2 separate regions of the Anas platyrhynchos genome follow, and region 1 is linked to region 2. The links are chromatin contacts, called in public Hi-C maps. All regions are on one chromosome and are shown on one strand. The core of a region is the stretch at or near the end of the contact, and the rest is flanking DNA. Distances in the headings are between cores, read along the strand shown. Region 1 holds the start of SOCS2 (suppressor of cytokine signaling 2). Region 2 overlaps CRADD (CASP2 and RIPK1 domain containing adaptor with death domain).

Region 1 (3,654 bases), core at 580-3,079, 91 kb after region 2:
CCGGGGAGCGGCGCTGCCGCCGCTTTCGCTTCCCCCCGGCACCGCGGGGCCGAGCCCCCTCCGCGCCGCGCCGCCCCGCTCTTCCTCCTCCTCCTCCTCCTCCTCCTCCTCCTCCTCCTCCTCCTCCTCCTCCTCCTCCTCCTCCTCTTCCTCCCCCGGGGCCGCCCCGCTTACCTGCGCGCCGCAGCTCCTCCATGGCCGCGGCCAGCCGCGCCGCCTCCCGGGGCTCCTCGGCGACGGGCGCGGCCGCCACCGCCTCCCCGGGGCGCCCCCAGCGCTCCCGGGGACCCCCGGCGCTCTCCAGGGGCTCGGCGGAGCGCAGGGTCATGGGGGGGCGCCGGGCCGGGGGCGCCCGGGGGGCTCCGCCGCCGCGCTCAGCGCCGCGCAGGGGGCATGGCCCCGGCCCGGCCCCCGCCGCCGCCGCCTGCGAGCGGAGAGAGAGCGAGGTTAGCGGGGAGCGGCCCGCGGGGACCGCCCGGCACCCCCGGGGGGGGACCCGGCCCGAGGGACCTCTCCGCCGCCCCCCTCCCCGCCTCGGTGCCCGCCCGAAGCAGCCGCGCCCCGCGGCCCCGCACCCGCCAGGGGCAGCGGCGGGGATGCGGCGGGGAGGGGGCGACGGCTGCGGGACGCCCCCCGCGCCCCCCGCTCCGCCACATCCCCACGCGGGGACCAAAGCCCCGGCCCCGCGGGGCCACCGAGCCGGGCGGTGCCAGCGGGGGGCGAGGAGGGGCCGGTCCCACTCGACCCGGGGGGCTCGCAGCCCCCTCGCCCTGCCTCCCCTCTACCTAGCGGGCGCACCGGCCGCCGGTCTCACGGCGGGGCCGCCGCCTCCCATCCCCGCAAGTTCCCCGCGGCGCAGCTCGGCAACTTTTCCCAGCGAAACTTCGCCGGCTCCTGCCGCTGCGAGCCCCCGGCCGTACCCGCCGCCCCCCGCCCCTCCCGCGGCGCCCCCTCGGAGCCGCCCCGGGGACCGGGCGCCGCCGCCTCGCAGGTGCGGCCGCCGCCGCCCCGGGATCCCCGGGGGCAGCGGGACCGAGCCCGGCCACCTTTCCCCTTCCCCGTCCTCGGGGGAGCGCGGCGGGGCCGCACGGGGCGCGGGGGGGCCGTCGGGGAAGGCGCGGCCCGGCGGCGGGGCTCGGGGAGCGCGGGGCACGGCACTCACCGGGGCTCGGCGGGACGGGACGGGGCTGCTGCTGCCGGTGCTGCCGGTGCTGCCGGTGCCCCCGGAGGCGGGGCGGTCGGGTCGCTGCGGCCGCCGGCGGTGTCAAGGGAGCGGCGGCATCGCGGTGCGGGGCGCAGGCGGACAGACGGACGGGCAGACGGACGGACGGACGGACGGGCAGGCGGGCGGGCGGGCGGGCGGGCGGCTGCCGCTGCGAGAGCAGCAGCAGCAGCAGCAGGAGGAGGAGGAGGAGGAGGAGGAGGAGGGAGGAGGCAGCAGCAGGAGGAGGAGGAGGATGGTCCTTGTGGGGAAACAGCCCCCGCCCGCCCGCCCGCCCCCCTCCTCGCCGGGAGCGGGCAGGAGCGAGCGGTCCGTGCCGCCTTTGATTCGGAGGCGCGGGCATCCTCCCCCCGGCCGCCCCCCCGCCCGGGCAGGCTCCATACAAAGGCTGCTTTCCAGGAACTTTCCAGGAACCGCATCATGTGACGGCCCCGCTCCGCCGCCGCCGCACCGCTCCCCGGCCGCGCCACCGGAGCCGCGGCACCGCCCGCCAGCGCCCCGCGCCCCCCCGACGGCCCCCGACGGCCTCCGCGCTCCCCCCGCGCCCGGCCTCCGGGGCACCGGGGCCGCCTCCCGACCCCCCCCTCCTTCCTTCCACCCCCCCCCCCCACAGCCCAGGCCCCGCGACCCCACCGGGGGGGCCGGGGCCGGGCCGCGGAGCCGCCGCAGGTCAGTGCCCGGGGGGGCGGAGGGGGTGGGGGGGCGGCGGGGGGCGCCCCGCAGCCGCCGGGCACCTGAGCGCGGGGGGCGCAGCCGGGCCCCGAGCCGGGTTTCGGGAGCGGGAGGGGGCAGAAACAAAGCGAAAGCGGCCCCAGCCCGCCCCGGCCCCCGGCAGAAGGTCGGGAGCGCCCTCAAAGCCGGCGGCGGCGTTGGGAAGGCGACGTTTTCGGGTCGGGAGGGGGGGGAGATGAGGGGGGTTTGGGGGCCGAGGAGGTGGGAAGCAGTGCGAGGTCGTCCCCAAAAAAACGGGGGGGTGCGGGCCGGCCGCCGCCGGGGGGGAGGCAGCAAAGGGCGTGCGGAGCCGGGCGGCGGCGGCGGGGGGCTCGGGGCAGGGCAGGGGGCGAGCCCCGGCAGGCAGCGACAGCGACAGCGACAGCGACAGCCCCGCCGGTGCCTCGGCTCCGTGCCCCTAGTAAATCGTGGAGCCGAGCAGTTTTGTTTTTTTTTTAATAACGAGGCCACCGAGGAGTTCTCCGAAAGGCTGCCGTGATTTTTCAGCGCGATTCTTGAGGATGTGGGTGAAGAGCGTCGGAGTTAATAATTCGCCTTTTTCTTAGAAATCGCCGCGGAGTTCGGTAGCTGAAGCGATTCCTCTGCTGGGGAAAAAAAAAATAATTCTTTGTTAAGTGAACTGGTCAGCGTGGTTTCGTCTGCTTGTCGTGTCTGGGTGCTTTCGAATTGAATTTGTTCTGTTTATGAAAAAAAGGTGGCTTTAAGCACCGACAACAAAGCAGGTTTAAAATGGGGGCTGAAAGGCAAACACGGTCTTTCTTACTTAAGCATTCTCAGAAATGGCTTAAAACAACACAGGTCCTGAAGGTCAGTTTTGTCCTTGTTTTCGTCGGGGCAGTTCAGAGAGCCTCGGGTCCGGCTGCCAGTCGCTCTTGGGGAATGCCCACTGGCTTCTCCCCGGGTAGAAGTGAGGAGGGGACAGAACAGGTCCGGGTCCTCTGCGATTTAGTTAACACTTCTGCTCCCGGTGATGAGAGACCTTGCAAAAAGTCTGATTGACTTTTTTCAAAACTGCATTGGCTTCGTTATGTCCAAAACATTTTTTTTTTAATGGAATACCGATTTATTTTTATTGCTAAAATCATTCTCCATATGCATATGCATCTACAGATCTTTTTCTCCAAAATATATAACTTTGCTACAACAGTTCTCAAATTAGGAATCTTCCCTTAAAGTTCACAAATTCATCTCAGAGAAATGCAGTGCATCTCGTCCCGATCCAGAGCTGCTTTTCGCAGCTGTTGTAGTCCTCTTTTCCTATGTTATTTATTAATGACATTTTTTAACGTGGATAGGATCTCAGGACTTTCTTTGCTTTTGCTGTTTATTCGTCGCTTGAAGTCATAATAATTTGTTTCTAAAACCACAGCTGGCTGCTAGAGGCACGGAGAGGAAGACTGTGATTTATGTGGCGAACGAGAAACAAGAACAGGAGAATGCAATAAATGTTTGTTACTTAAAACTTCAGATATTGTTATGAAAAAGGTAGAATAAAAATTAAAGAGGCAGTATATCAGCAGGATCTTTCCTAACTAGAGTTCTGTTAACTTTTCCATGGGAAGTTAATGTCTCTTAAAAATAATACTGGAGGTCTGATAAATTTGCAAGAGTAATGAAATTCAAACCTTAAAAGTGCAAATCGATCTTTAAATGATGCTTTTGGCACCTCGTAAGAGTAGCTCGGGGCAGAGCTGCCTTCA
Region 2 (3,680 bases), core at 367-2,866:
GCCACTTTGATCTTTGTCTCTGCATTGCCAAAGGAACTGGGGCAGCGGCTGGTTTGGGAGCAGGGCACAGGATGCACCACTTTCCCCACAGGTCACCAAGACAGCCTGGGCTGTCCCAGCTATGACAGTGATGGCTGAGCTTTGAGACCACCCTTTGGCCTCAGTGGATCCTGAGACACGAGGGTGCATGACAGGATGGCGGCCCCAGGCCATTTCACAGAGCTCAGGAACACCTCATCTCTTCAGGCCTCATCTGCAGACACTGAACAGATACGTCTGTGAAGACAAGGGCCCATGGCCTGCAGGATGAACGTACTGCTGGTGGTGTCAGCAGGGGCACGGAAGGCAGGACCTAGGTGACCCTGTCAGCCCTAACACCACTCCCTGAAGACGGCCGAGCAACGCTGGTGGGCCTGCCTCACATTACACATGATTCCAGTCCCACAGGAGCACCAGGACAGCCGAGTAACTTTTATGAATGCAAATATGAACGCAAGTGTTGGAAAACAAGTAAATTTTACAACAAATACAGCTACAACATGCCACCAATCTGCTCATACTAAACCCCTGCATTGTCCCATGGTCAGCTACTAGGCGGAAGCCCTGTGCCCCAAGGAGTATGACCTGCCAGCCCGAGCCTCTTGCTCTCACACTGGAATTTTTACATCCAGCAGAACGATTTTATGGTACTGAAATATGATCAAGCAGGGAGGCCTAACAACAATACATGTCAGCTTGTCCATCCAGCCTTTGATATCAGGCAGATTTTTTTACTACAACAAGTATCTTGCCTTCAGCCTGTTATCAGCCCTTTAATAAGAATAAGAATAAAAACCATCCAGGAAATCTTTTCATCTTGAGCTAGCATCTGATTCTAATATGGATGCAGAAAATTCTGGGACAGAAGCCAAATGTTAAATTTAATACAAAGGCCTGTTATTTTAGGCCCATTTTATTTTCTGTGATAGCTCTTTTTCAGCTCCCATACAAAGTCACCGAGAAAAACCCGAGACAAGTATTACATGACAGGTAACATTATTTAGAGGCATACTGAAATATTTAGTGAGACCATTTCGTTATGACAAATGCAAAATCACATAAAGGTTTGGATATGATCTAGGACTAATAACACCCTTAATTTAATAAACACAAGGGCATTTCAGGTAAAAGGGAAATGCATTTTCAGTCCTCAGCACCCAAGCTGCTTTGGACACACTGCAAAAACATTAAAGACGGCTTTTTTAAGTTACTTTTACTATAGACCCTCACTTATAGTCTGCATTGGTCAGGAACAGGCTGAGGGAGGCAGCAAGATTATAGCAAAAGTTTCAATTATGCAGATCCTCTGACTACATTTGAGAACTACATTTAGGAAACCAAGACCTCAATTTGCATATATCCTCTTCTAGCTCTAGGTGGATCCCCTGTGAAGATGTACATGACAAAACAGACGTGGGCTTAGGCTCAGAGAATTCGTTCTGCACTGTTGGGAGAAATGGGGCCTGGGGAGAGGTGACGTGACTGGCATCCAGGGTGTCACTGGGCTGCTTGCTCATTATCAGGCTTGCTGCAGTGCTCTGAAGTGTATCTTAGACAGGGACCTGGCAGGTGATGAGGGGTTTCCCTGGGAAGATCATTTGCAGCGTTTCTACCTCTGGTAAGCACACCAAGTGAAAGACCACAACAGCTGTAGACACGGTCTGTGCTGTGAAGTGCCACGGCTGCGTGCTATGGAGAGAGGGAGCCCAGCCTGCTGCTGCTCACACCAAAACCACCGAGTGCCTGAGAAACGGCGAGCTGACAGCTCTTTGCTGGGGAGCGAGCTGACCTGGGCCTGCCTGCCAGATTGCTGCTGCAGCACTGGAACCATGAAAAGCACCTTCCTCAGGGCTGGAAGCAGGGAGGATGTTATCCACCCTGGTTTTGGAGTAGGAACAGACCCAGAGAAAGAACTGCAGCTCCTTCTGTTTGAAGTCGCAGCACAAACAGGTTTCTCCCCTTCACCTGCTCCTTGCCGCCAGCTCTAGCTGTTCAAGGAAGCTCATTCACCCTAAACCTTTACCCCATCTGTCCCAGCTGAAAAAAAACTACTTCTGGCCTGTGTGTACGTGTGTGCTTCCAGGCTGCTGCACTGACAGAGAGATACGGCCATGCTGGTGAGTGTGGACAGGAAACAGACCTGGATATAAATAGAAATTATCACAGATATGGACCAGACAAAACAGAGTAACCCAGATGCCAAAGATATGTCTGGGGCAAAGGCATCTGGTTGCCACTTTTGCATTTCTTTTCCTTCAGGACATTTCCAGCTTCCAGCATGAGACTACAAGATGTTGTAACAAGCAGGGGGGTGGAAAATGAACTCACTCCAGTTTGCCCCTCTTTGGCAGAAGTGAGAAGATGTAACATAAAGTCCAGTGAAAATGGGCTTTGAATCACTTAAAACTTTTTTTTTTTTCTTTTCTTTTCTCGTCATCATCTCAGCTGATGGCTGTCTTGTGTCACTGGAAAATCTTTATCAGCATCAAGGAACTGACTTACTCTTGATATTGACAGAACTCAGTGGGGAGCAAATGAGCTTGGCTCCTGCACTGGGCACAGCAGCGAAAAGCATCAAGGCATTTTTGGGTGATCTGCAAGGTACCCAACTGATTCCTCAGAACTGCCAGTGGCCCAAAATGCCTCACGGTTTTGTACAAAGCACTCTCCTTTATGGCAGTATGGCCTCTCTGTGTGTGGCAAAAAGCATCTGTAAGAGTTTCAGAGATCTTCCTCCCTTATGCAGTCAATTCATTTTTACATGATGTAATGATGTAATGATCATAGAATGATGTAATGAAATATATATATATATAACAAAAAAAAAAAAAAAGATTTTCTGGCTTTTGCCATCTGCTATGTACTTTGATGGAAATAATGTACCTGATTCCCAAGTGCTGAAAAAGTCCCAATCAGCTACCACCTAATCCTGTAAGGACAACTCCATAGCAGTTCAGGATACTGTTAGGGAGCCAGGGATAACATGGCCCATTGTTATCTAATAACTGCTGTTTAAATTTGCCACTTGGGAAAGGATGTTCTGGGGACTGGTTTCGGCTCCCAGCACTGCCTCTGTATTTTATCTATTTAAAATGATCACTTACACACTCACTGAATAAGAAGGAAGGAGCAGATCTGAAAGAGATCAGAATCCAGGTCTCTCTGAGCTGCACATCCTAATGCCGAGATGCACAGTCATGCTCCGCTTCATTTCCTTTCTCCAGATAAATCATTCCAGAAAAAAATAGAAAGATTTCCCTGGGAAGGGTCAAGAACACTTCTTAGTCTCCAGAGTGGAGCCTGATGGAGAGAGAGAAAACTCTCCTAGGAAGAAAGGGTTACACTGAGACACAACAAAATTGAATGCAGGAGTCCTTGGCTGAAACAAAGCTAGACAAACACTAACTATTGTATGATCATATCACAAACAGGCAGGTGATTCTGGACTTCAAATCTTACATAGCTGGGAATGAGACCACAGAAAGGAGTAGTTTCTTAGTTATGCATCTGGCCTCAGCATCTCCTGTTGGTAGGTGTACGGAGTCCTTCAGTGATCTGGACTCAAGTCCTTAACATTTTTCACTTGACCACCTAACCAGATCTGGCTTGTAATATCTAAAGAGTTCAAAGCAAGCATTTCG

Evidence for each region. Hi-C and Micro-C count contacts between places; a contact is called where the count stands out from the background.
Region 1: a contact with region 2 is called in a Hi-C map of liver, with 3 times the contacts expected there. The contact joins the promoter of SOCS2 here to the enhancer-like site in region 2. A contact is called at or near these places in 4 of 8 Hi-C or Micro-C datasets (F1 follicle, liver, skeletal muscle and 1 more).

The regions. Positions count from the first base shown.
Region 1 is chr1:47,504,854-47,508,507 of IASCAAS_PekinDuck_T2T, forward strand. SOCS2 (suppressor of cytokine signaling 2) reads right to left here and starts at 1,830. Exons shown (of 3, transcript XM_038172900.2): 1 at 1,163-1,830; 2 at 175-424. The coding sequence starts at 328. It overlaps LOC119715504 (a long non-coding RNA gene), which reads left to right and starts at 1,905. Exons shown (of 2, transcript XR_011808623.1): 1 at 1,905-3,654.
Region 2 is chr1:47,414,120-47,417,799 of IASCAAS_PekinDuck_T2T, forward strand. All of the region lies in intron 4 of CRADD (CASP2 and RIPK1 domain containing adaptor with death domain), which reads right to left. Among named protein-coding and RNA genes, the nearest start is that of CRADD, 78 kb to the right of the region's middle. Within about 2 kb of position 1,617, at least 1 of the 8 cell types and tissues checked has an H3K27ac peak or open chromatin away from gene starts, as enhancers often do.